Regions from separate parts of the Mus musculus genome. Here region 1 is linked to region 2. A link is a contact called in public promoter capture Hi-C data. All regions are on one chromosome and are shown on one strand. Each heading gives the region's core, a stretch centred on a gene start, on an enhancer-like site or on the middle of the called end of the contact. The rest is flanking DNA. Distances are from core to core; before and after follow the strand shown. Region 1 has its middle 23 kb from the start of Rwdd4a. Region 2 has its middle 22 kb from the start of Gm22857.

What was found. Capture Hi-C pulls out chosen DNA fragments and counts their contacts.
Region 1: a contact with region 2 is called in a promoter capture Hi-C map of adipose tissue. The contact joins two enhancer-like sites. A contact is called at or near these places in 1 of 115 datasets of contacts at active chromatin or transcription factors (embryonic stem cells) and 1 of 9 other capture datasets (adipose tissue).

Annotation. Positions count from the first base shown.
Region 1 is chr8:47,555,032-47,558,549 of GRCm38.p6, forward strand. No RefSeq gene overlaps it. Among named protein-coding and RNA genes, the nearest start is that of Rwdd4a, 23 kb to the left of the region's middle. Within about 2 kb of position 1,665, at least 6 of the 459 cell types and tissues checked have an H3K27ac peak or open chromatin away from gene starts, as enhancers often do. A contact at or near this core is called in adipose tissue, where this site is marked.
Region 2 is chr8:47,460,514-47,463,902 of GRCm38.p6, forward strand. No RefSeq gene overlaps it. Among named protein-coding and RNA genes, the nearest start is that of Gm22857, 22 kb to the left of the region's middle. Within about 2 kb of position 1,363, at least 33 of the 459 cell types and tissues checked have an H3K27ac peak or open chromatin away from gene starts, as enhancers often do. A contact at or near this core is called in adipose tissue, where this site is marked.

The DNA of each region.
Region 1 (3,518 bases), core at 415-2,914, 95 kb after region 2:
GAAAGTAATGCTAAACCTCTAGTTTAGATTTTTCTTTTTTCCTTTTAGATTTCAGCATTAAAACTTCATCCATCCCATAGCATTTCTCCACTGGCCGCAACAGGTCAGATTAACTAGATAAATCTAGCCCCAATTTCTGCTGGGGACTACAGATATGCCCAAACCTACACTTTATTTCTTCTTCTGTTTTTAATATTTATTTTTTTATTCATTCATCCATTCATTCATTTATTTAATGTAAGTACACTGTAGCTGTCTTCAGACACTCCAGAAGAGGGCATCAGATTTCCTTAGGGATGGTTGTGAGCCACCATGTGGTTACTGGGATTTGAACTCAGGATGTCTGGAAGAGCAGTTGGTATTCTTAACCACTGAGCCATCTCACCAGCCCCTACACTTTATTTCTTAAGACAAATACGCAAGCATGGCAGTCTTTCCAGAGGATGATGTAGTCAGAAAAACAATAAACTGTGTGTGGTGGCTCATGCCTTGTGTGTTTGAGGAAGGGGGGCGGGGCGGGCACACGACTGTGGAGGATTTGAGGTGAGTGTGGGCAACAGAGAGCCTGTTTAAAAATAGAAAGTTTTTCCAAAGCTCTCAGGGACTAAACCACCAACCAAAGAGTACTCATGGAGGGACCCATGGCTTCAACCACATATGTAGCAGAGGATAGCCTTATTGGGCATCAATGGGAGGAGAGATCCTTGGTCCTTTGAAGGCTCAATTCCCCAGTATAGGGGAATGCTAGGGCGCTGAGGCAGGAGTGCGTGGGCGGGTGGTGGGGCACCCTCATAGAAGCCGGGGGAGAGGGGAGTTTGTGGAGGCGAAACTGGGCAGGAGGATAATGAAATGTCAATAAATAAAATAACCAATAGAAAAATAAAAATAAAAAATAGGAAGTTTAAAACTCCTGCTACTGACAGACTCCCTTCTTTTTAGCATAGAATTTCTACAAAGTAAAAGCAGCGGGAATGACAGTCTGGCAAGGCTGTGTTTCAGAATTCAGTGTTTTGCCACAATCCAGAGTGTTTTTCAAACTGCAATTTATGGTCCATTCATGAAGAAAGAATGGGCGGTCTTTGCTAGCACTTTGTTTTTAATGAGACAGAACTAGAACCGAGCAGAGAATACCAGCATGCCCCCTAACTTTTGTGGGGGTGCTTTCTTCTTTGTGAGAGCTCGCTTGGGTTTCTGTGCTGGTTTGGGTACCGAGTCATGATGTCAAACTTACTAGGAATCGGAGGTGAAAATGAGAATCTAGAAGCCACGGTCTGTGAAGACTCAAAAATGTAAAAACATAATTTGCCTGTGGAGCGCTGAGGATTTTATTGCTGATGATCAAGTAAGGAAAACCATTAACACCAGGCGTAAGAGTGGCTTTGTACACATGATGACGAAATGTTCAAGCGAGGATCATGGCAGATAGGAAGAGTCCAGGGGACATCTCCGGTAAAGGCACATTCTTTTCCTTGTTCTCATCTCTAATAGACGAGGACCAAAAGTCAAAAAATACGTCCTGTTTTCCCACGGGTTCCACTTGCTGAGTCTCCTGCATGAATCTAGATTCTACGATAAAGTGTTCTAATGGGCTGAGGAGGGCCGAGTTGAAACAGTCAGGAAGTGGCCCCACCCTGCTGGTTTTTCCAATTGTGAGTCCAGGTCTCTGTGACTTAGGAAGTGATCCAGAGTGCTGTTGGGGTTTAGCCTGCTGAGGCTCTGACTGTGACTTCTAAGCAGCATTCTCTAGGCCGTCCTTTCTCCTTTTGTTAATACAAGAAATGTTATCTTAGAGAAGTAGGAAAATGTCCAAGAGAAAGAGAGAGACAAAATAAAAGCTTATTATTATTATTATATTATTGCTGGAAATTGAGCCTAGGGCCTTATGCATGCTAGACATTTGCCCTACCACTGAGCTGTGTCCACAGCACATAGATTTAAAACATCCTGTGTGAAATCCAATGTGACCAAAAAGAGGAGGAAGAGGAGGAGGAGAAGTAGCAGGAGGAGGAGGAGGAGCAAGAGGAGCAGGAGAAGGAGGAGGAGGAGGAGGAGGAGGAGGAGGAGGAGGAGGAGGAGGCAGGACAATGAATAAAACCATGTGCAGCTTTTGCAGAGGACCAGAGTTGGGCTCCCAGCACCAGCACAGGGCAGCCTGTAACTCTCGTCCCATGGGCTCTGTCACCACCTTCTGGACTCCGTGGGCACCTGCATACATGTGGTACACTCAGACACTCAAACACAACAAACAAATCCTTTTTTAAAGACTATTTATCTTATACATGTGAGTATATTGTCTCTTCAGACACACAGAAGAGGGCATCAGATCCCATTACAGATGGTTGTGAGCCACCATGTGGTTGCTGGGAATTGAACTCAGGGCCTCTAGGAGAGCAGCCAGTGCACTTAACCGCTGAGCCATCTCTCCAGCCCACAAATAAATCTTTTTAAATAATATGATGGATACTAAAGGTCAGAAACATCTGGAGGAAGGGCTTCGGGGCAAAGGCATGGCTCAGCAATTAGGAATGCTTACTGCTCTTGCAGAGGATGGGGGATTATTTCCCAACACTCCATCAGACAGCTCACAACCACCCGGAGCTCCAGTTCTGAGGAATCTGCTCACACTGCAAGGTGAAGCTGGAGGGCCTGTGGTGTGTTGTTGTTGTTGTTGTTGTTTTGTTTTTTGTTTTGTTTGGTTTGGTTGGTTGTTTAAGAAGACCAAAGGTTGCCTGTGGCCAGCCTCCCTTAGGAAACATCATGAATCCCTGTTAAACCCTGTTAACCCCTGTTGCCTGGTGAGATTCACCCCGAGACTCCTGGAGTGGATGCACACAGCTCCCCCACATCCCTTAACTGCCGTGTGTCCTCAGAATCCTTTCCTGGACGTCTATGCTTCATCCGTTTTCCATTTCACTTGACAAATGCCCTCCAGAGGCAGCTCAAAAATTAACTTTTAAATTGACAAATGTGAGTTGTTTTCATTAAAATCCCCCAGGATAACGGAGAAGCTATGGAGTCTGGAATATAGGGATGTCTGTCCATCTGCTAAAAGAAAAGCCTAGCTCCTGCCACGGGCTGGCCAGTGGCATCTGCTCAGTTGTCCCTGCGTGTCCAGTTTACTCTCTCCTGTCTAGGTTTGAAAATATCGCTTTAGTAAAAGTCATACATGGTCTGGCGTGTCTTTAGTCTCAGCACTGGGATCAGAGGCTGGCGGATCTATGTGAGTTCAAGGCCACCCTATTGTAAAGAAAGAATTTCAGGCCTTCCAGGACTGTGTCTGAAAGTCAGCCATCAAGTTACTTTGAGACCTTTCTGCGGTGTCCCTTCTTATCTCCTTCCCATTCCAGGCAGATGATTCTGTGGCCCATGTCTGTGACCCCATTCCCTGTGACCCTGTCATGTGGCCTTTGTCCCGGCTGTTGCCTGTGCTCCGGGAAGTCCTCTCCAGACTCACACAGTGCACAAACCTCAGGTTTGAGCTGACAGCCTTGGATTTCACTGAGTGCATTAGAGATCCT
Region 2 (3,389 bases), core at 113-2,612:
GGGGTGGGGGTGGGGCGTGGATCATTCTTTTTTAAGGATGTAGCCACTGGTAGATTCTCCAGGCTCCTGTAGATGGCCCCACACCCAAACACATATGGGTAGCGCTAACTGGACTTACTGGGTTATGAGAAACATGAAATTGAAGGGAGAGCTTGTTGAGGGGAATATGGGTGGGGAGGTGTTGAAGGGAGAAAGGCAGCTGGGGAAAGGCAGAAGGGGTGAGGAAAATGGGGGAGAAGGATCGCGTTTGGCACAGAAAGCCTGTTACTATGGTGATAAATCAGCTGTCTGAAACAGTGAACCAAAGCAAACTCTCTGGTATCTTTTGTTTTGTTTCATTTTGTTTGTTTTGTCTGTTTTTGTTTTGTTTTGTTTTGTCAGCTTGTCACAAAGGGTCTTCTGGGAAGGGGATACCTCAACTGAGAAAAACGCCTCCGCCAAATTGGTGTACAGGCTGAAGATGAAGTAAACACTTTCCGCCCTGCATTTTGAGTCCCGCACAGTGTTTATCACAGCAATGGAAAGTGAAAGGGGTGGCGGGGAGGCACCTCCCAAAACAGGTGCTGCCACTGGCCACTGATTGGTAAGAGCCTCAGGTTGATAAGTTTATGTACCAAAGTTAACCAAGAGCTTTCGAAACAAAGTTGCTGAAAACTTTAGATAACAGACTTTGCCACCCCAAGCTAGTCCTCAGACTGACAAGATGGCTCAGCAGTTAGAACACTGGTTGCTCTTCCTGAAGACCCCTGGGGGTTGAATTCCTAGGACCAACAGAATGGTTCACAATCAAGTTCTAGGGGAACAAATGCCCTCCTCTGATGCCTGTGGGCACTGTATTTGTGTAGTGGTGCACGTAAATACATTCAGGGTAAAACTCTCATACACATACAATCAAAATAAAGCAACCTTGAAGTTTAAAACTAGCCATTGTGATGAAGACAGGCTATAAGAATCGCAAGGCAGCTTAGGGTGGAGACCTTAAAAACAGCACTTTCAGGAATGGCCTTTGATTCTCAGGCCAGCAATGCCAGAAGGAGAGCTCTGCTTTCTTATTTTAAGTCCTTGAATCTGATTCTCAGCACCAGGAATAAGGAAAAGTATAGCATTCAAATAACACCCAAAGGTCAAACAACCGACAAGTAGGAAAGTCGAGGTCGGCTCACCACCGCTCTGTGGGACTAGGAACTACATTAGTCTCCCAAAGTGCTGATGATGCTGGATGCTGCTTCCACAGCCAACACGGGCATTCTCTGTCTTAGCAGTCTTCCTGCCAGCTGCCGAGCATCGCTCAGTGCTGAGGGCTTCCTGACAGTTCTTATTCCAGTGTGTATTTATAGCGGTGCCTCATCAGCTCTCCTGCCATGCCTATTGTTCTCAGAACACACCCGGCAGATTATTATTAGCACTACCAAATGTGAAAGGAGGAACAGTAGTCACGTGTGCTCAGAAAAATCTACCAAAGACCAAGACATTTTAAAAAGCATGTTGGGGATACTGAGAAACTCTAGCGGCTTCCAGGATTACACTTGGGGACTCTTGCTTATGTGTTAATATTATTTTTATTCCCATCGTATTTATTTACTTACATGATATTTATTTCCATGTAAGTGGTCCACGTACAAATCCACAGATGGCCTACTGTGGGCCTGCGAGGGTTTAGAAATAATACATCTGGCTGTTTTGTGGAAAGACGGCAGAAAATGAACACACATGGGTGGGAGACATAATTGAGCCGTGGAGACCTTGCTTAGCATAGGCTAGCCCCTCAGACCTGAGAAGCACAGCAAAACAAAAACACAACAACCAGCCAGCAAACTACTAACAGCCAACTTTTGTAAAGAATACAAGCCATGAAAGAAATAGTATACAAATAAATGTGCTTACTCTAAAAAAAGAAGAGGAAGAGGAGGAGGAAGAGGAGGAGGAAGAGGAGGAGGAAGAGGAGAACTTTCTGGCATGCCCGAGGTTTTTATCATTTAGTAATTGTTTTGATTATCTTTGGGGTTTTTTTTCTTCCTTTTTCCAAATTTTCTACTATACCTACCCATGGCTTTTAGAAATAACATAATAAAAATAAGAAAACAATGGTCCAGGTCCAAATCTCTCAAAAGGGGCCTGGTAAGATGGCTGCTCGGGGGTTAAGAGCACTGGTTGCTCTTACAAAGGACCTGGGTTCTCTTCCCAGCCCCTACCTGACAGCTCACAGCTCCTATAATCTGATGCTGTCTTCTGACTTCCATGCCCAGCAGGCACAGATGTGGGGGACATGAAGGCAAAACATTCATACAACAAAAATAAATAAGAACATTTTAGGGGGCTGGAGAGATGACACTGGCTGCTCTTCCAGAGGGTCCAAGTTTGATGACAAGCACCCGCATAGTAGCTGGTAGACAAATATCTGTCTTCCATGGGTCCCGTGATGCAAGTGATGCAGAGACAGACATGCAGGCAAGCAAAATACTAATACACATTTTAAAAAGAGAGAGAGGGGAGAGAGGGGGAGAGGAAGGGATGGAAGGGGGGAGAAGAGGGAGAGAATTTTTACAAGCTTTTAAATGGAGAAAAGAATTCAAGGTATTCTGGAATAAGCCTTTCCTATCCCAGGTCTGAAAACCAGAAACAATGTCAAAGCAAGCACACTAACACTTTATTGAGAGAGTGGTCCCAGGGAGGGAGGGAGGGAAAGGTGGACAGATATTTGCACATCTCTGAGCTGCTCGAAGCACAGCTAACTCCTTGTGTTTCTTTTTTTAAAAAATTATTTTTGAGATTTTAATATAATTTCATCACTTCCCTCTTCCTCTCCCCTCCCTCCTTTGATATCCCTCTCCTCGCTTCCAAACCTATCACTTCTCTTTATTAAATTTTACATGCATGCATGTGTGTGCATGTGTGTGTGTGTGTGTGTGTGTGTGTGTGTGCATCTCGGCCTCGTGAGCTTTAGGCAGCCGTGTTGGTGAGACAACACGTGCGTAGCTTCTGGCATTCCTATAGACACAATCTCACAGCAAGCTCCCAGTTCCTCTGGCTCTTACAGTCTTTCCGCAGCGGTCCCTCCTCTGCAATGGTCCCTGAGCCTTAACACAGGAGCTGTTCTGTACAAGCATGTTCTGGCACTGGGCTCTACAACTCTGCATCTTGGTGGCTGTGGCTTTGTGTAGTGGTCGCCATCTGCTGCAGAGATATTTCCTTGATGAAAAGTGAGGACTGCACTTTCCTAGGGCATAAGGACAAGTACAGAGAATGTAGTTAGGGATCATGCTGATTTAGCAAAGTGTTGTAGGTTCTCCTCCAAGACCCATGACTTAGCTAGCTGTGGGTGTCCCCACTCTCACAGATTGTCGGCCAATTTGGTCCACAAAGGCAGTGGGAGCAGAGACTTCAAACAG